Regions from separate parts of the Mus musculus genome. Here all the other regions are linked to region 3. A link is a contact called in public HiChIP or PLAC-seq and promoter capture Hi-C data. All regions are on one chromosome and are shown on one strand. Each heading gives the region's core, a stretch centred on a gene start, on an enhancer-like site or on the middle of the called end of the contact. The rest is flanking DNA. Distances are from core to core; before and after follow the strand shown.

Region 1 (3,262 bases), core at 610-3,109, 790 kb after region 3:
AACAGTGTGAAGGGAAAGCAGGAGAACTAGAAGCCAAAATTAACGACAAAAGAAAAGGTCTGTCAGAAAAAGTGAAAAAAAAATAGAGCAAAAAGATCTGTCAATTATAAATTTAAGTTTTCATAGCCATGGTTGCTGTATTTTAAGAATGTCAGAACAGCATTTTTTTTTTAAATGTAGCTATCTTTTAAGATTTTTTTTCTAAAGTTGGAGTATTGGGAGCTTTTAAACTCTAGAAAATCAGCATGGCCTTATCATAGTTGAGTCTAACTGTTTTGGCTGAGATACTGGGAAACTTCATAGCACTCAGTGTCCTTCATGGTTAGCTGTGTGTGACTCTGGGAGCCAAGCAAATCTTTGCTTATTTTATTTTATTTTTTTGACAGAAATGTTCTTCTATTCAGTACTGTTATCTGATCGCTCAGGTTTCAACTAAGATTGCCACTAAGATTTAAGCTATAACTTAAAATAACACCTACTCTGAATGTAGCATGCCATTTGTCAGCATCACAATGCATTTCTGGGGCAAGATCTGTCTATGCTGAAGGCCCTGAACAAAAACGAGAAGAGAGTTTAAAAGCATAGAGATAATCACTCAAGAAGTCAGAATGTGGTAAACACCACTAGCAAAATGAAGTTTGGAGGCTTCAAAGGAAAGCTACACATTCACCTCACCTGGGAGAGGTGGGAAATCTAAAGCACATATGGCTTATCAGCTAGGGCTAGATGAACGAGCAGGAAGTGGAATCTACAACTGCATGCAGCTATTAACTCATCTGTTATCACACTGGTGTTGATGATTTCTTTCTGCATTTTAGCTTCCTTTGTGGATTCTCTGCAAAATGATCTCCACTAAGAATAAATCAAAATTAATTAGTCACTATTTCCTTGGTAAGCAAACTTAAAAAAAAAAATCAACCAACCAAACAACCAACCAAAACCAAAGAAAACCAAAACTAAGAACTTTACTTGGTCTTTATTTATCTCCTCTCTCACCTTAAGAATGTTTAAGGTTTCTTGACCCTAGGAGGGAGAGGTGCATTTGTTGAGGTTTTTTTCCCTCCAATGTGGCCCAGTTTCCATTATGATCTTGTTGCTACCTACAAACTTTGAGATTCCTAAGTGTCTTTGCTTTTCTGAGGTGCCATTGGGTTGTGACTGCTTCTGTTAATGGGTGCCCTGGGGGGTATCCGGGTATCCATTCCTGAAGGAAAAACCAAAGTAGGCAAGTAGAACAGGGTAGTGGGTATCAGAGAAGACCAGGAAGCTGCTGAAAAGTCAGCTCTGGGTCCTGAGTTCTCTTCTTCCTCTGACCTTGTGAACCACTCCTATAGGAAGACACCTGCCCTAGGAGCTCACACCACCAACACTTATTCACTAGAGGCCTGCCTTGCTGGGGGGGGGGGGGCTATGGGAGATGGGGGTGCAGGGGTTCTCATTTAAATATTTCTCTTCAGCTGCTGTATAAGGGTGCCCTGCAATTTTCCTCAGACCAGGGAAACACCTCTCTCTCTCTCTTTTTTTTTTTTTTTAGCACGAAGAAGGGCGGGTATGAGGACTTTCCTTGGGGCTGAGAGCGGGGATTCCCTCTCCAGGAACAGGCCATTTCCACTACACCCACAGAAGCAGAAGGCGACCACAGCCTTGGGTGCTGGTGACACCTGGCAACCTTCCTTGGACCCCTCATCCACTTCCCAGGAAGGGTCTGGAGCTCTGGAATCTGCGAAAGAGCTCGCCCCCATTGGTTGTCCCCAAGGCACCCTCCTGCCGTCATTGTGTTATGCTAATGAAGGGGAGGCTCATTGGCTGTGAGAGCCGGAGCCCACCGCCTTCGCCCCCGCCTTCGTCCGGCTGAGCCCAGTGCTTGCACTCCCTGCGAGGGAGCTGTGGCCGGGGATGCCCTAGTGGGAGGCTCTGGTCCTTGCCTTTCAGGAAAGTGCCTAGCCATCACGCGGTGCTCACACCCACCACCTACCCTCTTTCTAGGCACCGCGCGAATTTTCTTTTCCTTTTCTTTTCTTTCTTTTTTAAATTTTTCCTTTTCCTTTTTTTTTTTTTTCTGTCCGTGAAGTAACTTTTGCATTCCCGCCTCCCCCCGGTCCCAGGGACCAGAGGCGGTGCCGAGCCTGGGGGCGGTTCCTTGGCAGCGCTGGTTCGAGTCGCAGCCAGACTTTTGCTCCTGGGCTCGGTTTGCATCATCCCCATCACACCCTTGGGGAAGAGGAGCCACCCCTTTCCAGCCTCAGCTTCCGGCCGAACGACCCCTCCCCCTCCGGGTCCCCCAAGCCCTTCTCCCACCCTCCCCAGCACGGCACCCCCTCCGCAGTGCTTGCTACCCCTCTTTGCCCTCCTCCATCCCTCCATCCCTTGTTGGATGTTGCCCACTCCTTAAGGAAGGATGGTTGATTTGGAGAGCGAAGTGCCCCCTCTGCCTCCCAGGTACAGATTCCGGGATTTGCTGCTAGGGGACCAAGGCTGGCAAAATGATGACAGGTGAGTGGCATGGTGCAGCGTTCCACAAATACTGCTGGAAGCGGACAGGACTGGAGAGCTTTTGAGGGGATGGAGAGAAAGGGAGACCAGCACTGAGGGAGTAGAAGGGATTCTACATCTCCATTTTGACACTGCAGAGAGCAGTTGCTGTGGACAAGGAACTCCTTTCCTTTCCACTTTCTTATTCTTGAGAATCATTTGTTGCATTTATTCGATATTCTTTGTCTGTCTGTGCTTCCCTGGTTGTGTGTGAGGCTGCAAGCAGAGGTACAGTAGCATCCAAATGGCACGCAGTTGCAGTGTCAAATATTTCCCCGGTGTAGTTAATCCACCCCATAAATGTATCCAAGCGATTGGAAAAAAAAATCACAGTAGAAACTTGAAATCTCCTGTACCCACTTTCTTACTCCTTGTCAGTGTTGTCTCGACGAGATGTTTGCTTGCCACTGGGGATTTTCCACTGTTTGAGTATTTGGAGTTCAGGTGGGCAATTGGTTTAAATATGTAACAGGTAGTTAGTGAAGCAAGAATGCCTGGGATGGAAAATACACTGAACAGAGGTTCTTGTAGTATGATTCGTATATATTTTCACCTAAATAGTGCATATCTCAAAACGATAAGTTTCAAAGCTGAAATATTTATTACTAGCAAAACATTGCTTGCGTGTTTTATCAATGGCATTAAAGCTTCATGCAATTTTGCATACAAAATGCTCTGGCTAATTTTTTTTTTTTTTGCACACTTTTTGTTTCATTGAATTGTTTTTGTT
Region 2 (3,035 bases), core at 410-2,909, 600 kb before region 3:
TACCTCTAAGTTTGCTGACTGCCTACACACAATTTCTTCTCACTAAATGAGCCTTGGATAAAGATGGCAACGAAGATGAGGCAAGTTTGCTGACGCTTTGACTGGAGAGCAAGATGTCTATGGAAAGCAAGATAGCCAGTGCAGGAATGGGAGCACGATAAGGCGCTATCTCCCTTGAGGCATGGAAAAATACTGTCATTTGGGAGCTATATATACCAAGCATGTTTTTGGGTTTGCTTCTGGTCTCCTGGACAGTCACATGACCTGTGAAACCCCACTGATGAAAAGGTTGTGGGTTCCCCGGTGCAAATACTTGCCTTCCTTTTGCTATGTTGATCGAACCAATCTATACAGGCCACTGTTGTTTGCCTTGAAAAATGATAAGACTTCTGGGTTTTACAAACCATATTTGTATGGTGACTTGTGGAAACAAACTGCATGTGTTTGTTATACTTAAAATAAGAGCACAAGCAAGAACGGTCAAAGGCTGTCAATAATTTTTCGATAAATCTTTATTCACTTGCAACACATGAAGGGGTTAGACAGTGGATTTTTGGGACATACTACTCCCAAGGCTGAGTGTCAACTTTAGGAAACGTTCAAGGTTTGCCTCTGCCTGTGTCTCAAGCCAAACCAAATAAGTGGTCTTATCAAGTACTAGCCAAACACAGAGCTTAATACACAGATTTATTACAAGTCACTCTTACATCATTATAAAACTTAAAATATAAATAATGCTATCTTCAAACTATTGTATTCTAAAGTGTCAGGAAACTGAAGGGAGATAAGGTTAGATATTGGTGGTGACAAGCAATTGTCAAATCCATAAACCAGAAGAAAAGGTGATTTAAGAATGCCTAAGGAAAAATGCAAACTTGCCTGATTATAATTTCTTTCGCTCACTTGGACTGGAGGCAAAGGATGAGAGGACACGGGGCAAAAATGTAAAGCGTCTGTCTTATGTTTGCATTACTAAAGTCACTGGATGGCAGGCTGCTCGAGTTATCACGCACAGGCAACATGTCTGTACTACATACGTTCCCTGTAAGAGCTCAGTCCTACCCTCAGTTCCTCAGCACCCATTTCCCCCACACAACACACTCACACGCTGGAGGGCGCGCACACACACAAACCGAGACAAGCCTTTAGCTGGGACGCAGATCAAAAACCGAGCCTCGCGAGCCTCCCATCTCAGGGCAGACACCTCTCTGTCCGGAACGCAAAAGTGCGACCGGGTTTCTCGCAGGACCCTCTGAGCGGACGCCCCAGGCCGACCCGCCCCAGGCCGGAGGTCCAACACCTCCCGGCCGGGCCGCCTCGGGGTCGGGTGGCCGGGCGCGCGCAGGCGCAGAGGCCGCGCGCGGGGCAGGCTGGAGCGGGCCTCACCGCGCAGGCGGCCCGGTGCAGCTCGACGATGTGCCTCTCCGCTGCAGTTAACTCTCGGCTCGCTGGATGCCTTGGTTCTCCTTCGGGCGTTCCCCACGAGTCGGCCGCGGAGCCGCCGCGGGCTCCTTCGGAAGTCGAACCGAGGGTTGAGTTGAGCTGCTGTCGGAAACCTTCGGCCCGAGGCGGTGGCCTCCCAAGCGATACCCTCGCCAGCGTCCAGATCCCCTGGGCGGCCATGGCGCCGGCGCGGTGGGAGGCGGGGCCGGAGGTGGGGCGTGGGCAGGGGAGGCGGGGTCGGTCTAGGGGCGGGGCGAAGAGGGGAGGCGGAGCACTGTTCAGTGTAGACTGGGCTGCCTCTCAGTCTTCAGCTCCCTCCATCTGGGTCCTCTGCAAAGAAAATTATGCATATGAAGACTGGAAGAAGGTGCCTTCTTTACTCTTAAAGTCGCTACTATTTTTTTCTCAGATAAAGGACGAGCATTTTCATTTCCTATCAAGCTAGATCGTATTCTGCATAATCATACTTGTTTAAAAAAATAATAAGAAGGAAAGCACCTTCAGCCCATATAGAAAAGGCTGCGTATTTGCTGGTCATGTGTGACAGGAATGAAGCTGGAATCACAAGCTTGGTGATATGGTTCATTGGCTCACTCTAGAATGAAAATCAAGGAAAAGTCTCACACAAAGAGTGTAGTGAAGTTTTCACAAAACCAAACCTAAAATCCTGTCTGAGAAAGTGACACCCATACTCCTACAAAATTTAGGGAAATTAGCACGATCCCAAGAAACAATTTTATGTGTTCATTAAATTAACAGCACCCCCAGCCTTGGATGCCATAGCCTGAATTTCAAGAGTAGGCAGTGTTATTGAGTAGTTAGTGCTCTTTGGTGTAAAGAGCTATTGGCAGGAGTGAATCCTTAGCAAGAGTGGGTTAGTTGGACAGGAGAAAGTTGTCAAAGCCACCAAAGACAATTCAATTCCTTTTTACACTGATTTACCCTGCAACTCCGAAACCACAATTTGATGGTTTTGGGTTGTTGTTTTTTTTTTTTTTTTAAAGATTTATTTATTATTTTATGTAAGTACACTGTAGCTGTCTTCAGACACACCAGAAGAGGGAGTCAGATCTTGTTACGGATGGTTGTGAGCCACCATGTGGTTGCTGGGATTTGAACTCTGGACCTTCGGAAGAGCAGTCGGGTGCTCTTACCCACTGAGCCATCTCACCAGCCCTGTTTTTTTTTTTTTTAAGATTTATGTATTTATTTATTTTATGTATGTGAGTACACTGTTGTTCTCTTCAGACACACCACAAGAGGGCACTGGGTTCCATTTTAGATGGTTGTGAGCCACCACGTGGTTGCTGGGAATTGAACTCAGCACCTCTAGAAGTGCTCTTAACCACTAAGCCATCTGTCCAGCCCCCGATTTGATGTCCTTAATCACAGATGGAAACAACTCTATTGGTATATTGTAAAACTCAGTGAATTAATAAATTTGAATCCTGTGTTTAAATGTTCCTTTACATTGGAGTAGTATATTTGCCATTTGAAGACTACCTGATGTTCTGAGGGACTTTAAGGAAATCTGGAAAGATGGGACCAAAGTTAAATTCACCCAACATGATTATCATTAAACTTGAGAATTT
Region 3 (2,934 bases), core at 314-2,813:
ATATATATTTTCAAGTATTAGATAGAGATAACTTTGAAGTAGTCATATTGCTTTTGGGGAATTTTAAAGTGTAGCAAAATTCTATTACTGAAAAACTATATCCTATAAAATACTAAAAGTGGGCATTCCTCCCCCTCCCCTCATTTCTGCAATTCTTCGTTCTGGTTTTGGGGGGAAGGCTTGCTGTAAAATGTTAATAACTCTACAGGATCTCACCCCAACCTAACAAGCTCCATTTCTGTTCCAGTCTTCAATGTGCCATCACTATTGGTTATAATCACAAAGAGAGATCATGTCTAAAAAACACAAAACAGCCCAACAACATGCTACCAGCTCATTACATCTCTGGTCAGCCAAGGAAACGTATAAAGGTGGTTAGTTCTGAACAGACATGTCAGATAGGAAGACTTGGTTTATATAAATATTTCTTGGCTAACTGGTAATGTGTGACAATCACTGTGGAACTTTCTGACATAGTGACACAATGTTGGTAAACCACACAAGTTACTAAAAAGAAATCACATTAACTGTACAGCATTGTTTGTAGGCACAAAATGAAAACTCAGCCTGGTCCCGTTTAAGAGAGTGTTTATTCAGAGGTCACATATGAAAGACCATGGCCAATGGACACAGATATAATTTATTCCAAGTTCGATGTTCCAAGGTCGTAACAAGTCAATGATGGTCTTGTTTTTGTTTTGTTGTTGTTTTTACAATACTTAGAGGCAACCGGACGTGGTAGTGCACGCCTTTAATCCCAGCACTTGGGAGGCAGAGGCAGGCGGATTTCTGAGTTCCAGGACAGCCTGGTCTACAGAGTGAGTTCCAGGACAGTCAGCGCTATACAGAGAAACCCTGTCTCGGGAAAAACAAAACAAAACAAAACAAAGCCAATTAGAGGCACTTTTCAAATACATAGGAGAAACATTAGACGTGTGCTAAGGCAATAGGGAACCCTGGTATAGCCTCAGATGCTGGCAGTACTCATTTTTGGTTGGTTGGAAACCAGTGCTGTATTTCTCCATACAACTATTTTACACAATGGTCACAAAGACATTAGGTAACTTAAGAAGGATAGCACGACATGGCTATTAAGACTAGCTAGTTGTGTTCCCCAGTAATTGTTTATAGTGCTTGGCCGCCAGCATTCTAACCCCTCCACCATCACTGATGTTCATATCACGCAGCCTTGCCTAGGAACCAGTTGAAGATGCCACTTCTTTCCAGGAACTTGTTCACAAGTTGCACTCAGCTATTCAGGACCGCATGCAGCCGTGGGTTGGACAGTTATGATACCCTTTTCTTCCCCGCAAAGTGTTTAAAACACCAAGGCTAATTTCCGTTCTAATTGACCGGCTCGTAGAGTCGGGGAAATTTGCTGCCCTGTTTTGTTTTTGCCCCAGGTAACCCTGACAACCCCACCATCGTTTAAACAAGGCGCCGCTTCCTCATTGGCCAGGCGCTTTCGTTCGCTCATTGGCTCTTTTTAGTGATGTGGGCGGGTTTCTCCTCGCTGGTTGGTGCTGTAGCGAGGAGGTTCCGGGAGCTCCCATTGGTGGAGGCGCGATATTTGAACCGAGCAAAAGCGGCTGGGCTACTTTCCCGGGAGTTTAGGGGATCTTTTTGGCTTTTTGATCTTTGTCCTTGTCCTGGTCGTTGGCTTCCGGGAAGCCGGCGGGAGCCGGACAGCGGGTACCTGACTGCCCGGTACGGGTGGCTGCCATGGCGACGATGCAGGCAGCCTCCTGCCCAGAGGAGAGGGGGCGGCGGGCGCGACCAGATCCTGAGGCCGGGGACCCGTCTCCGCCGGTGCTGTTGCTCAGCCACTTCTGCGGCGTTCCCTTCCTCTGCTTCGGGGATGTCCGCGTGGGCACGTCGCGGACGCGGTCTCTGGTCCTGCACAACCCGCACGAGGAACCTCTGCAGGTGGAGCTGTCGCTGCTGCGCGCCGCAGGCCAGGGCTTCAGCGTGGCGCCGAACCGCTGCGAGCTGAAGGTGGGTGCGAGGGGCACGTCCCCGTGGCGTCACCTTGGGATATAGTAAGAAACTCTGAGAAGATCTGAATCAGCTCCTAGTCTTCACGGTGGGGCTAGGAGATAATGGGACTCCGAGACCAAGTCGGTGTACTGTTTTGATCTTGGGACGCTCTCCTTGCAGGGTAGGGCAGGGATACAACAGGACCCCAAGACCTTGTCAGCTCCGGGACTTGACCAGGGATGGGAAAGTGGGTGGGGCTCCCTCTGCCTAGGCGAGGCTGGAAAAGAGCTAGACCCAACACCAAATCTACTCTCCTTCTTGACCCCGGGAACACCCTCTGCAGAAGTGGGACTACTAGAGAGGAAGACCCCAGCACCACGTCAACTCAGTTGACGGGCTTTGGTGTCTTGCAGTTTGGAAAAAGTGGGCAGTAACTCGCTTGGAATGATGATTAAAAGCGCGTGCACCTGCCATCCCTAGAAGCATTTCAGAGAGTTTCTGTTAAACAGATAAGCGTTTTAAATAGACGTTTGGCAGGCGTTGCAAAATATGTTTGAGTATCTAAAGATGATATACTTTAACATTTCCCTGTTTTGAGACAGGAGGAGTACATTGATGAAACTTTTCTAATTGCTTCTTTTCAGCCATTTTAATATGCATTTGTTTTTCTTATGTTTGGACTCAGTGGAACTACATTTCTATTGTGATAATGAAAAAAAAAACTATTTTGTTTAAATATCCAGTCCAAACCCTTACATGTGATGTGTAGGCAACCTTTGTATTTTACTCTTTTTTTTTTTTTTTCCTTTTGCTATTCTTGTAGTCTTAAGAGGTGTTTCATTCTGACTGGATTACTTTTCAATGAGTAGAATCTCTAAAGCTGTGGAAACAGTTAGCTGAGGGAGCCTGCACACACCGCCTACTAACTAGTAAGGATCGTCCTCAGGGAAAGGTTGG
Region 4 (3,214 bases), core at 621-3,120, 840 kb before region 3:
CTTATCTCCTATGGTTTCGGTGGAAGCGGTGACTTCAACCTGAGCCCGAATCTTGAAAGTCAGCACAGGGCTCAAAGAAAACCAGAGCTCCCTCCCTCTATTTTTTAATGCAGTAATTTCACAAGACTGAGCCTCTCAACCCTTCTTTCCACCGGCCCACATCCTCAGACAAACTTGGCCTCCCTCGCCTAGCTCAGGGCAGCGGTAGGAAGTACCCGCCCTCCTGAGCTGGGGCCGGGTGTCCTCGCCGTTCACTGGCTGCAATGGCTGTCAGTGCCCTCAAGGGCGGGGACTCCCACCTTACTGTGGAATCTGAGGACTGCATGGTCACTGGGTCCAGATTCCCCTCCACTCCGCCCCAGAGTCTGTCCCTTCTGCACTTTCTCCAAAGGCCCTCCTCTCATCATCCATTTTTCTGACCCTCTAAGAAGTAAAGTTTCCCTCCACACGCCCCTACCCCTCGCCAGCCGAAGCAGAAGATGCAACGGTTTGGGATGTAAAGCAAATTATGGTCCGGGTCTCTCGGAGTGGTGGCAGATAGCTGTGAAGATGAAATAACTGCTTAGGTTGCATGTTAGTTCAATAAAGTGCACTGGCCATCACGAAATACTGCAGCCATGAATACTAGTGAGAAATGCTACAAAGCACTGCAGGCTTTATCTTTTATTCATCATTTTCAGAGTTTGTCCGGTTGTCCCAAACTATAAATTTTTGAGTATGAGTACTAAACCTTTCTTGGATCACATCAACATCCCATCGTCTAGAAGAGAACAGATTTATAATAAGCTTATTCGGAACATTATTCTGTAAAGCAACTCTATCAAAGCACACCGTCATGAACGTCAGTTCCTCCCGGGAACTGCAGATTCCTTGGAGGAGAAACTAAAGAGTGGTCCTAATAATGCTCTATAAACTGCGGGCATTGAATCCAATTACAACCTTTAAAGTTAGTAATCTCAAAAAGAAAAAAAAGTCCTTTACATCTCTAGATTGTTTTTGCTATATTCAGTTCCATCACCAGAATTGTAAAGGGCACAAAACATATCTTACTTTAAAGTAAATATATTCTTAGTGTTTAGCGCGGGCAAAGACTTAGGCTATTCGAGTATAGTATGTGAGTCAATAAATGTATCTCTTGTGGGTCTTCCAAGGCCTCTAGCACCAGGCGGAGGCTATCGACATTGCTTAGCAGCATCTTCCACGGCCTAACTTCACCTTCGCCCCACTGGGACTCAGCTCATACTTTGCTGCATCCCAGCCCTGGATCGGTTTCAATCGGACCTCGACCTGACTACCCCACCACTCACGCTCGACTGACTCCCCGGTCCGTGAACTTCACTTTTCTAAACTGGGCTGCAGCCGAATCGGTTGAGCCAATCCTCGAGCTGTAAATAGCCAAGGTGACCAATGAGCTCAGCCCGGAGGCGGGTCTTCGCTGGAGTTCCTCCTGTCGGAGCCCGGAGACCTGTTGCCGCCACCACCACCGTCGTGGAGCTTCCTGGGGTCGAAGCGCCCGGACTCTGAGCTCCTGCAGCCAGCGGCCTGCACCACGCTCCGCCAGTTGCAGGCGTCCCGGGCGGTCCTCGGAGGCACGAGAGCCCGAGGCCCCACGCGGCCCGCCCGCTCCCCGCACCGGCCCCACCCGGCCGGGCCGTACATACTCACCGGGGCGCCGGGGCAGCTCGGTCTACGCGGGCTGCAGGGCTGCGGGATCCGGGGCCGATCGCCTCTCCCCGCGCCACTGCAGGCGCCGGCTCCCACCCTGCTCGGCCCGCGCTTCCCACTGCGAGGTTAGCGGCGGCCCATCCTCCCGGCTCCGCTCCTCCTCCGGCGGCCGCGGCTGTCAGGAGGGTAAACATCCCGGCATCCCCGAGGAGAGGGCGGGCCGCCGCAGGCCCCTCCCCGCGCCCGCACCCTGCTCCGGAGCCCACGCTACCACTTTCCCGAGAACTGGGGTGTGCCTCGCTTACGGCGGTCGACCCCTGCCTCCAGATCGGAGTTTTTTGATCCCACTTACCAAGTAGTTTAAGCTGCCTCTACATGGTGTCAGTGCAGGCAAACGAGAGTTTTCCCGGAGTCTGGCTAAGCAAATCTAGACTTTAGCGTCCCAGTTTTAAGAAAGCTTTTCAGGACCCTTCCGAAAGTTGAACTAGTTGGTAGGTATGCAGAATCTTTGGGATACAGGCACACTCACAAAGTGGCATTACAAAAATATTACATTAGATAAATTCGTTTACACGTCACATATTTGCAATATGGGTCTCTCCCTAGTACATGGAGCTTTTCAAAAGCAAAGCTTTGATTCCTACTGTTCCACTAACCAGATTTGAACGAATGGAGCGAACAGCTAGGAGGCAGTGTAGAGTCTGTCATACCTAGATGCTAATCATTCAGTGGCCAGTCGCTTAACTTATCGTGGTCTTTCTTGGAAGTCAGCCTTAACGCCTCTCCTTAGAAACAGACGATGACATACAACAGCGTGCTTGAGCACAGATCTTAACCATTTGATATCAGTAGGCCTTTTTCTGGTTTCGTTCCCCTGCCAAGGGAATAGAGCCAAAAAACAACAACAAGAAAAAGCGGTATTATAGCTCAAATGGATTAAAACAATAGAAGCAAGATTTAGAAAGTTTGGGCCAGCAAGATGACTCAGGAGTTTGATTCCCAGGACCCACAAATTGTTTTCTGACATCCGTACTGCAATGTGACACACACACGAATGCAAGTATGTGAAATATAATTAGAAAAGAATGCAAACGTTAATTTTAGTAAGAAAATTAAATTTCAAGAGGTGACGTTGGGGCAAGTGCTTAATCGGTACAGATTTGCCAGGTGGAGTTCTACAATCAGCTACGTGCAAGAGCCCTGCTCTCATAAAACTTAGCTTCAGTGAGGAAGTCCAAATTACCTAATGTCTTTTATATCTATTTCATAGAGAAACAAAGCTCGGGGTGTGAGTGCTCCTTTAAACATGTTTATCAGGGAAAGTCACTTGGAATTTGAGCAGAGACCTGAAGATGTGAGAAAAGGAGCCATGTGACTGTCAGGAAGTAGACTGTTTTACCCAGGAAATGCAAGGTTACCCTGTCAGGCATGGGTTCGCCATGTTGGAGAAACAGCCAGTAAGCCTATGCAGGTAGGATCCAACTTAGTGAGCAAGGGAGAGAGGCTGGTGGAGTAAGAAAGGGTGAACTATCAGATGTGGAACTTCGAA

What was found. Promoter capture Hi-C pulls out the DNA fragments that hold promoters and counts their contacts. HiChIP or PLAC-seq counts read pairs in DNA pulled down with a chosen protein or histone mark. Capture Hi-C pulls out chosen DNA fragments and counts their contacts.
Region 1: an H3K27ac HiChIP or PLAC-seq map of epiblast stem cells shows a contact between it and region 3, with 4 times the contacts expected there. The contact joins the promoter of Kcnt2 here to the promoter of Aspm in region 3. A contact is called at or near these places in 6 of 39 promoter capture datasets (the C10 cell line, cranial neural crest, embryonic stem cells and 2 more) and 1 of 115 datasets of contacts at active chromatin or transcription factors (epiblast stem cells).
Region 2: a contact with region 3 is called in a promoter capture Hi-C map of liver. The contact joins the promoter of 2310009B15Rik here to the promoter of Aspm in region 3. A contact is called at or near these places in 2 of 39 promoter capture datasets (the C10 cell line and pre-B cells), 4 of 115 datasets of contacts at active chromatin or transcription factors (embryonic stem cells, large pre-B cells and microglia) and 1 of 9 other capture datasets (liver).
Region 4: a promoter capture Hi-C map of pre-B cells shows a contact between it and region 3, with 2.6 times the contacts expected there. The contact joins the promoter of Nek7 here to the promoter of Aspm in region 3. A contact is called at or near these places in 3 of 39 promoter capture datasets (HPC-7-derived erythroid cells, erythroid cells and pre-B cells), 2 of 484 Hi-C or Micro-C datasets (both in the G1E-ER4 cell line) and 2 of 115 datasets of contacts at active chromatin or transcription factors (large pre-B cells and pro-B cells).

What each region holds. Positions count from the first base shown.
Region 1 is chr1:140,243,859-140,247,120 of GRCm38.p6, forward strand. Kcnt2 (potassium channel, subfamily T, member 2) reads left to right here and starts at 1,860. Exons shown (of 28, transcript NM_001081027.3): 1 at 1,860-2,493. The coding sequence starts at 2,399.
Region 2 is chr1:138,855,195-138,858,229 of GRCm38.p6, forward strand. 2310009B15Rik (RIKEN cDNA 2310009B15 gene) reads right to left here and starts at 1,660. Exons shown (of 3, transcript NM_001081226.1): 1 at 1,387-1,660. The coding sequence starts at 1,623.
Region 3 is chr1:139,453,210-139,456,143 of GRCm38.p6, forward strand. Aspm (abnormal spindle microtubule assembly) reads left to right here and starts at 1,564. Exons shown (of 28, transcript NM_009791.4): 1 at 1,564-1,995. The coding sequence starts at 1,723.
Region 4 is chr1:138,617,887-138,621,100 of GRCm38.p6, forward strand. It overlaps Nek7 (NIMA (never in mitosis gene a)-related expressed kinase 7), which reads right to left and starts at 1,871. Exons shown (of 10, transcript NM_021605.4): 1 at 1,666-1,871.